Linked DNA regions of Sus scrofa: region 2 is linked to region 1. The links are chromatin contacts, called in public HiChIP or PLAC-seq maps. All regions are on one chromosome and are shown on one strand. The core of a region is the stretch at or near the end of the contact, and the rest is flanking DNA. Distances in the headings are between cores, read along the strand shown.

Region 1 (5,079 bases), core at 2,159-4,658:
AGACTTTCTGATTATTTTTCAGTAAGGTATTGCATCAGCATTATCAACTAGCTGTCACTTAGTTTACAAGCCGTCTTATCAATTGGGGAAAACATACGGTCTCTCGGAATTCAGCCCAGTTCCTTGTATTTTCAACTTCTGAGAACAGAAGTTGATTCAGACAAAAAAAGTTTCAATCATCAAAATGACATGGAAATGTTCTTTGTATTATGAGGACAAGAAAGAAGAAACTACAACACCTTTCTGCCTAAGTCGGCAGTGCAGGCAGGCCCTGCTCGTAATGGTTTCCACGCTATCTGAAGCCTTAATCTGAGCTCCATGGAATTCCACGACTTTCAAATGCCCTGGTGCCCAACAAAGTGCTTAGGGATGCTCCCCTAGCTTCACAACCAATCCAAACATACACCTTGGAGACCATTTAAAGAACCAGAGGCTACAGTAATCCTCACCAGCCAGCAGAACACTTCTCTAACTGGTAGTAACAAGGACCCAGACCCAGGTTCCCAGACTTACGCATCGGTATCATGGGTATCACTCAGAATCTCCTCCAGGAAGGGAGAGGGGGGTGGGAAGTGTTTCTCCTGCTTCAAGGCACCATTCTCACTTAAAACACAGACACACCTCCCTAATTCTGCCCCTCCAGTCAGCCAGAAGAGTATCTCCTTTTTCACTCTTCCCAACCAGCTTTCCCACTTTCCTCAGGGGGGCTCCTTCAGTGAGAAGAGAGGTCAGGGAAAGTCCGACACAGAAGGGCTCATTTGTGATGACTCTACGAGCCCCAGCCTGGGACCCCAAACTGTTTCATGAATTAGCAGCAAAGGAGCCCATTTCAACCCAGCTCCGGTCTATTTCCAGACAGTGCTGCACAAGGCAAGTCGGCTTAGCCTGACAAATCTGGCTGCACTTATTTATAGCAGGGAGAGGTCCTGCAGAGGTATGTGTTGGCAGACACACTAACCAATGGCTTCTGCTACTATCACCAAGTGACAGGACTTTCGTGCAGAAGATTCAAGGAGGCAGACAACAAGCCAACGTGCCCACTACTCCCCCCTAAAAAGGCTGCTCTCAGGCACCTTCTCTGTGCTGTGGCCAGACACAACTCAGAGCTCACTGAACTGACCCGAGCAGTGCCTGGTGTCTCTTCAACAAGTCCGATTCTCTGGTTTCAACTGCATCTTGGGCAAGTGACATTCTCTGTGCTTCAGGGACAGTGAACAAAGTGGGGACAAAAATAGAGACCTGGAGATCCTCTGCCATAGAATGGCTTATTTCTCCCAGTGATGGTCTCTACAGTTGTTCCCTTTTATTCTGGAGTCACGTGTGGCCCTGATTGGGTTTCCTCTGGCCTCACTCCCAACAGGCCCGCAGCATACCTCTCCTCTCCGCGCTCCAGGCTCAGGCCCCAATCAGGGCTGGCAGAGAACTGCACCCAGTCCCAGCTCAGCCTCCAACCTTTTGTAGCTCCTTTTCCTCCTCAGAAGTCCTAGTTTCTTCACATGGGATGAAGTAAAAGGGTTATGACAACTTTAAAGGACTATTCACAGGTGAGGCGATAATCCCCACCAAAATAGCAGATTTCCAAACAGAGCTTCGCGGGACTACCTGCACACCTTCTTCCAGAGCCCAGGGCTGGTCCAGGAAAAGAAGTCCTCCACCCCAGTGGCAAAAACACAGCCCAGGGAGCTGGCCTGGCACATGCAGTTCTGGTAGTGCTAGCACAAGTGCCTGCTCAAGTCCAACACACAAAACTGTCCCCCTGCTTCCTACCTGCCCTGAAAGACTGCTTATCAGCACAGAATCGAAGACTCTTAGCCCAGGATAAAGTGAGGGGAGGGGGCAGCAGCTTTGCCACCTCAAATTTTTGAAGGAATTGTGTTTCAATCATCCATCCTGCTCTTTCTGCAGGAGCCCCAGCCAGTGACCAGGCAAGGGTCTCTAACGGAGCAGTCCCCACCACACGCATGGAATGACAGCAACTTCCCTCAGGTCCCCTTTACAACCTCCTTGGGCTCCTACCCCCCCCCCCAACTGTAAGCCCAAGGTCACCCAGTTAGCAAGTGGTGGAAACAAGATTGGGATTCATCTGATGCCAGGAATCCGTCTTCTCCACCCCCTGCATCCTGTCCCCCACCATGGCTTCCGTGGCCACGGGCTGTCGCAAAGCCCCCTCCACGGGGGGTGGGGACCTGGATGGAGAAGGACCCCCAGGGTCCCTCCAGAGCCCACGAATTTGTGGCCACAGCTTCTACTCACCGTCAGCCGGCTGCTGGAAGTTGACGTAGGCATAACCCAGGGAGCGGCGGGTGATCATATCGCGGCAGACCCGGATGGACAGCACAGGCCCCGCAGGACTGAACTTTTCGTACAGCATGGCCTCGGTGACGTCCGAGTGCAGGTCACCCACGTACAGGGAGGCCATGGGGTAGCTGCTGGCCGCAGCGTTCATCTCCCCAGCCCCCACCACCCCGAGCCCCGCCAGGAGGACTTCTTAGAGGGCCCGCTCAGGACAAAAGGGGCTCTGCTCCGAGCCGTGGCCCGCGCCGCGGCTCACAGGTGGCAGTGAAGCTCAGGGAAGCTGGAGTGGGCTCCAAGGGCCCAAGAAAGGAGTTCGGGGACGGCCCGGAGACTGCCAAACCGCAGACAAAAGGCTCTCAAAAACAATATGGCCCTCCCTGGGAGTTTGTAATTTTCAGCTGTCCTGGTCCGAAGCTCCCAATTTCAACCCAAGCAAAAAAATTAAAACGGGGAATCCCCTCCAAATTACAAAAATTCTTCTAGAGGCAACCCAATGGTGCCCACAGCGGCCTCCGGGACACACGTTTCTCTATAAATATAGGCCTCCGGCTCCAGGCGGTTTAAGATTACAGCAGCCCGGGGACGAGGGAAACCAAATATTTGTCGGTGCCGACTCGGCAAGCCCCGGGCGGCCGGAGCGCGCAGCCGCCTCCCACGCCGGGCCGGCGAAGGGCAGCGCGGACACGTGGTGCGCGGAGGCCGGGGCGCAGGGGGCGAGGGCGGCGGGCGCGGGGCTGCCACGCGGCGCGGCCGGGCGCGGGCGGAGGCGCGTGGACGCGGGCGCGCGGGCGGCTCACCACCTGACCGACGGACTGGGACCGACGGACGCCCAGGTGCGGCGGCGGGCAGGCCGGAAGCGCGCAAAAGTGACTTCCCCGCGGGTTCTCCGAGGAGGATTCGCTTTTTTTTCTTTCTTTCTTTCCTTTTTCTTTTTTTTTTTTTTTTTAAGGTTTTAAAGCGTTTTCGGGTTTTTTTTATCTTTTTCTCTTTTTTTCTTCAGGCTGCTAGGCCCGAAAGCGACGAAGGCTACGGCGACCCGGGGCGGAGAGAGGCGGCTGGGGGAGCCACCGCTCCATTTATACCCGCCCGCCCCGGGCGCTGCTGGTCGAAGGGCGCCTTGCGACCTGGGCGCAGTCGTGCCCGCCCACTCGGCCCGGGGGCCCGAGGCGGGGCGGCCACGCGAGAGCGTCCGGCTCGGCCGCGCGGCGCCACAGCGACCCCTGGCGCGCGGAGGACCGCCCCGCTGGGGCCTCCGCCGGACCCAAGGGTAGCTTTGCCTGCTGCTGGTGGAATCGGTAGAGTGTAAGCCACCCGCCTCTCCGGGACTAGAACACATGGATAGTGTGACCCACTCACATGCATCATGATTATAATCAATGTTTTGCCTAACTGTAAAATAAAGAAGACACAAAATAAATTATAGTCATGTAATAGGTGCTCCGCTATGTAAACAATTGGGCCCAAATCAAGAAGACTTTCTGAAGTTTTTAGAAAACTAGATCCTAAAGATGGAATCATCCCAAATAGGACAGCTACCAATGCAGTAGTAGCTGGTGATGGGATTCCCCAGAAAGATGAACAAATTTTGGGAGAGCTTCAATTAAACAAAATACAGTCATCCTTCTATTTACATGGTAGTGGTATCCCTGGAATTTAGTTCATGTTAAAATATGTTCTGGGGAGTGTCATTGTGGCTCAGTGGTAAGGAACCCCACCAGTATCAATGGGGATTCGGGTTCAGTCCCTGGCCTGCTCAATGAGTTAAGGATCCAACTGTGCTACAAGCTGCTGTCAGATGCAGCTCAGATCCTGTGTTGCTGTGGCTGTGTTATAGGCCGGCAGCTACAACTCCGTTTGGACCACTAGCTCGGGAACTTCCATATGCCACAGGTGTGGCCCTAAAAAGAAAAAAAAAAATGTCCTGGGAAGTTCCCTTATGGTGCAGTAGGTTAAGGATGAGACATTATGGCAGCTGTGGCGCCAATCACAACTGTGGCAGTTTAGATGCCTGGCCTGAGAATGTCCACATGCTGCCAGGGCGTGGCCAAAACAAAAGTTCTGTTTCTCTGTAAAAGTGAGTGAGGATCAGAGTTTCCGTTATGGCTCAGTGGTTAATGAATCTGACTAGGAATCATGAGGTTGAGGGTTCGATCCCTGGCCTTGCTCAGTGGGTTAAGGATCCGGTGTTGCCATGAGCTGTGGTGTAGGTCGCAGACGCAGCTCGGATCCTGTGTTGCTGTGGCTGTGGTATAGGCCGGCAGCTACAGCTCCAATTCGACCCATAGGATGGGAACCTCCATATGCCTCAGGAGTGACTCAAGAAATGGCAAAAAGATAAAAAAGAAAAAAAAAAGGAGTGAGGGTCTAGACTCTAAATTTTAAAAATATTTCTCCTAGAGTTCCCATGCAGCTCAGTGGAAAGGAATCTGACTAGTATCCATGAGGAAGCAGGTTCCATCCCTGACCTCGCTCAGTGGGTTAAGGATCTGGTGTTGCTGTGAGCTGTGGTGTAGGTCACAGGTCACAGACTCCACTCAGATCCCCCGTTGCTGTGGCTGTGGCGTAGGGTGGTAGCTGCAGCTCCAATTTGACTCCTAGCCTGGGAACCTCCATATGCCTCAGATGTGGCCCTAAAAAGACAATAAATAAATAAAGAGAAAAAGATTTCTCCTTTGCTTGAGGATCTTTGGAAGTCACGTGGTACATGGGACCAGTCTACCTCAAGTGGGATTGTCCCCATGTGTTGCAAGATATACAGAGACAGCATAAATGCCAGGAACCACC
Region 2 (4,778 bases), core at 2,196-4,695, 150 kb after region 1:
ACCCAGCAAATTAATCAAAGGGAACTTTTCAAGGTACCTACCTCAAATCTAAACCTAAACTTAAGGTGAAAGTTTGGAAGCATTTCCACTGAGTCAGGAACAGGTAGGATTGAGCTGTTACCCTACTATTGACCATTATCCCGACTTCCTAGGCAATGTAGTAAGTGATAAAAATTGGGAAGAGACAATACCGTCTCTATTTTCAGATTATATTACAATCAATTTAGAAAATTTGAGAAAATCTAGAGAAAAACTATCTGAACTAGTAAAAGAGTTTGGCAGGGCTACTGGATATAAGATCAGCATACAAAAATCAATAGATTACCAAATGCAGGAATAAGAAACTGAAAGATGTAATAGGCAAAAAGATACCATTCACAATGTCAGTAAAAACTATTCTGTATCTAGGGATATATCCTATAAAAGGTGTGCTAGAGGAGTTCCCTGGTGACCTAGCGGTTAAGGATTTGGGGATGTCACCACTGTGGCTCAGGTTCAGTTCCTGGCCTGGGAACTTCTGCATATTGCAGTCATGGCCACAAAAAAAAAAAAAAAAAAAAAAAAAAAAAAAGCTAGACATTTACAAAGGAAAATACAAAATATTTCTAAAGTTATACAAAGAATATTTTTGGATTTCTCTCTCTTTTTCTTTCTTTCTTTTTTTTTTTTTTTTTTTTTTGTCTTTTTAGGGTCTAACCCACGGCATATGGAGGTTGCCAGTCTAGGGGTCTAATTGGAGCTGTAGCCACCGGCCTATGCCAGAGCCACAGCAACGCAGGATCTGAGCCGTGTCTGTGACCTACACCACAGCTCACAGCAATGCTGGATCCTTAACCCACTAAGCAAGGCCAGGGATTAAACCCACCACCTCACATTTCCTAGTGGAATTCGTTTCCACTGCACCACAATGGGAACTCCTATTTTTGGATTTCTCATTGTGGCTCAGCAGTAACAAACCCAACTAGTTTCCATGAGGAGATGGGTTCAATCCCTGGCCTCGATCCGTGGATCCAGCGTTGCCATGAGCTATGGTATAGGTCACAGACACAGCTCAGATCCTGAGTTGCTGTGTGGCTGTGGCATGGGCCAGCAGCTGCAGCTCAGAGTCGACCCCTAGGCTGGGAAATTCCATATGCTGCACGTGAAACCTAAAAAAAAGGAAAAAAAATTGTGAGGACTAAATGTCTGAGGAAATAGCTGCCTAGCACTAGGCCCAACACAGAGCAGGTGTGTCCTGTATGGGTTCATTTCACCTCCCTTTTCTGACTGTATTGCATTGTCTATATACATGAATATGTACAGAGGAATCTATATAGTGTTTATATTCCCACCATTCCCCTCTCAGTGGACTGAATTTGCTCAGGGAATATTACCCTTTTCCACCTCTTCTGGAATTCTGAATGGTAGCATACAAGTATTGAATGATTGGACTGTCCTAACCTTGACAACTGTCATATGCCCTTTCCCTGGTTTCTTCCTCTCCTGGTTCCCAGGCCTGTAGTCCACGTGCAGCTGACCACCTCCACGCCGGCCGCAACACCCCACCCCACCCCCCAACAGAAGCAGATGCTGGGTGAGTGACCCACATGCTTGCAGAAGAGGGGGCCAGAGCCTGTTACTGACCTGGACACCAGCATCCAGGCTCTACTGGGTTTTTAATGGAGTACCTTCCCACAGGTGAACTTGTTCCCACTCATCCAGACCATGCACTCAAACCTGGCTGGGAAAATTACGGGGATGCTGCTGGAGATTGACAACTCGGAGCTGCTGCACATGCTGGAGTCCCCCGAGTCTCTCTGCTCCAAGGTGAGCTGGTTCTCCGACCCTGTCACTTCGGCTCACTTGGCTCAGGATGTGTGTGTGTGGGGGGGTCTTCTGCCCCCATGACCTCTTCCTTGTGCCTCACCTGCGATCGGAGGGCTGCTGTGCTGTGGGCATGTGAGAAAGCAGTTCACACCAGAAGCCCCCGCTGGGCCTGGGCGCCAGGGAGGGACGGAGGGGCTCTCCTCAGATGTCACTGACCACCTGGAGATCTCTCACAGGTGGATGAAGCTGTAGCGGTCCTACAGGCTCATCATGCCAAGAAAGAAGCTGCCCAGAAGGTGGGCGCTGTTGTTGCTGCTACCTCTTAGACAAGGACAAACCATATGTTTGGCTTTTTCATTTCCTTCAGTGGTGGTGGGGGGAGGTGATGGGAGGGTTTGTTTGTTTGTTTTGTCTGTGTGTTTGTTTTTGCTGCATCAGGAGCATGTGGAAATTCCCGAGCCACGAATCGAACCTAAGCCACAGCAGTGACAACAATCCTTAATTTCCAGGCCACCAGGGAACTCCCAGAGCACTATTTTAGAACATGAATGTGACCATGGAACTCCCTATTACAACCTTCAGTAGCTTCTCAAAACTTATAAATCCTCCACGTGGTTTACAGGGCCCTGCATCACCTGATCCCTGCCCAGCTTGCCTGCCTAAGGTTTTCTGCCCCTCCCCTCCCAACCCCCATGCTCTGGCCTTTCAGTTTCTTGAACACACAGACACTGTCTCCTCTCTCTGAAACTGTTTTCTCTACTTCCTCCTCTCTCTGGCTCCTCTTCCTCCAGGTTTCAGCTTAAATATGACCTCAGGGAGATCTTAACCCACTGCTGTATCTAAAGCAGATGGCCCTATTATTTTGTATAACATGTCGATCAGTGATTTATGTATTAGTTGTTTTATTCCAAGAGTTGGCAAACGTTTTTCCTCAAGAGTCTGATGGTAAATATTTCAAGCTTTATAGGCCCTAGGTCTGCCCTTGCAGTGTGAAAACACTCACAGACCAATACTTAAAGGAATGAGCATGTCTGGGTTCCAATAAATTTTTGTGTATGAAAATTGAACTTCATACAGTTTTTTTTTTTTTTCCTTTTTTAGGGCCACACCTGCGACATATGTAAGTTCCCAGGCTAGGGGTCAAATCAGAGCTGCAGCTGCCAGCCTACACCACAGCCACAGCGAGCACAGCCACCACAAGGCAGGATCCCAGCCGCATCTGTGATCTAGGCAGCTGCTTGCTTGCAGCGACGCTGGATCCTTAACCCAATGAGCAAGGTCAGGGATGGAACCTGCAACCTCAGGAATACTAGTCAGATTCTTAACTTACGGAGCCAATAACGGGAACTCCTGAACTTCATATGGTTTTCATGTGTCAGGAAATATTATTCCTGTTTGGATTTTTTTTTTTTTTTCCAGCTACTATTTGTGGCTCCGGGGTTGTCCAAAAACAAACTGGCGAGGGTGGACCGCGGGCCGTAGCTTATTGGTAGTTTATTATCTGCGGACTCCAGCTGATTGCTCAAAGGACTGTTTTCCTCACGACAGCGCAAAGGCAGCGCGGCGACCAGGCCCCCCCTCACCCACCGACATGCACCTGCGCAATGCGGGCGAGAATCACCGCGAGTAGGAAGCCGCTTAGGCCCACGCCTAAATGGGCGGGGCCTGCGAGCGCCGAACGCGGGGGCGGGGCCCGAGAGCGGGCTTCCGGCGGAAGAGCGTGCGAGCAAGATGGCCACTACCAAGCGAGTGTTGTACGTGGGTGAGCAGGCGCGGGTGCTAAGTGGAGTCTGGGCGAACCTGGCCGTGAGTGGGTCGTGGCGTGGAGCTGGACAGGTCTCCGGACGCGGAGGCCGGCGAGCAGCTGTCTAGGCCGCATCTATGGCGGTATTGCTTGGCCTCAGGGTGGGACCCCGAGACCCAACGATCACTTCAATTCTTCCAAGCCCGCTAAACTCACAGGAACCTCTTCACCTCTTGGGCCCAGGCCAGTGTTAGCTTAATATTAGGGACCTCTGAATCCTCGTGCCCATTCACTTTACATTCTTTGCAGAGATGGCTCAGCCCCCCTGTTGCCTTTAAGGAAAGAGTTCCCAGACTAGCCGGGTAAAAGTGGGAATAACGTTAATAGTGTAATTTGATGAGTGCTTTGGTGGACAATGGTGATAGGGGCCTGAGTTCGGGAAGAAATGACCCTCCATTTGGAGAGTTGAGAGCACACTTATAGAATGCTGTGACGCTGGAGCTGATGAGTCTCAGTTAGTCAGCCAAAGTAGGGCAGGTGTGTTTACTAAAAGGGAGCATAAAGCAAAAGCCCAAAGGTGTGAAGTAGCCTGATACTTGGGGGCAAGGGGAGAGAGGCTCGAAGAGGTGGGCGGGGCCTTGTGAAAAACCTTATGTGCACTGCTAAGGCGTTTATACGTTATTCTGAGGACAGTGGGAAACCTTCGAAGTAGTTTAAGCAGAGAAATGATGGGTTAAAATCTGAACGTTTCCATGATGGTACTGGTTGGTTTTGTGGGGGTTATTTATGAAGTTATTGCAGTAATCCTGGGGCTTACTTCAGATGAGTCTTTTTTTTTTTTTTGGTCTTTTCTGTCTTTATAGGGCCGCACCCACAGCATATGGAGGTTCTCAGGCTAGGGGTCTAATTGGAGCTGTTGCTACCGGCCTATGCCACAGCCACAGCCAACAGCAACACCAGATCCTAGTCGCGTCTGCGACCTACACCACAGCTCACGGCAACGCCAGATCCCTAACCCACTGAGCGAGGCCAGGGATCAAACCCACGACTTCATGGTTCCTAGTCGGATTAACTTCTGCTGTGCCGCAACGGGCGCTTCTGCTGTGCTGCGACAGGAACTCCCAGATGAGAATCTTAAAGAAGGGTGAAAGGAGTGTGCTTCGTAAGTAGGCATGAGGGAGCAGATGAGAGGGGTGTTTGTGTACCCAAAGGACTGGATGGAAAGACC

Evidence for each region. HiChIP or PLAC-seq counts read pairs in DNA pulled down with a chosen protein or histone mark.
Region 2: an H3K27ac HiChIP or PLAC-seq map of alveolar macrophages shows a contact between it and region 1. The contact joins the promoter of PPIE here to the promoter of PABPC4 in region 1. A contact is called at or near these places in 11 of 47 Hi-C or Micro-C datasets (embryonic fibroblasts, epiblast stem cells, fetal liver and 7 more) and 2 of 2 datasets of contacts at active chromatin or transcription factors (alveolar macrophages and skeletal muscle).

What each region holds. Positions count from the first base shown.
Region 1 is chr6:95,396,044-95,401,122 of Sscrofa11.1, forward strand. PABPC4 (polyadenylate-binding protein 4) reads right to left here and starts at 3,409. Exons shown (of 15, transcript XM_021095988.1): 1 at 2,254-3,409. The coding sequence starts at 2,446.
Region 2 is chr6:95,545,137-95,549,914 of Sscrofa11.1, forward strand. It overlaps PPIE (peptidyl-prolyl cis-trans isomerase E), which reads left to right and starts at 3,446. Exons shown (of 10, transcript XM_013999199.2): 1 at 3,446-3,560. The coding sequence starts at 3,461.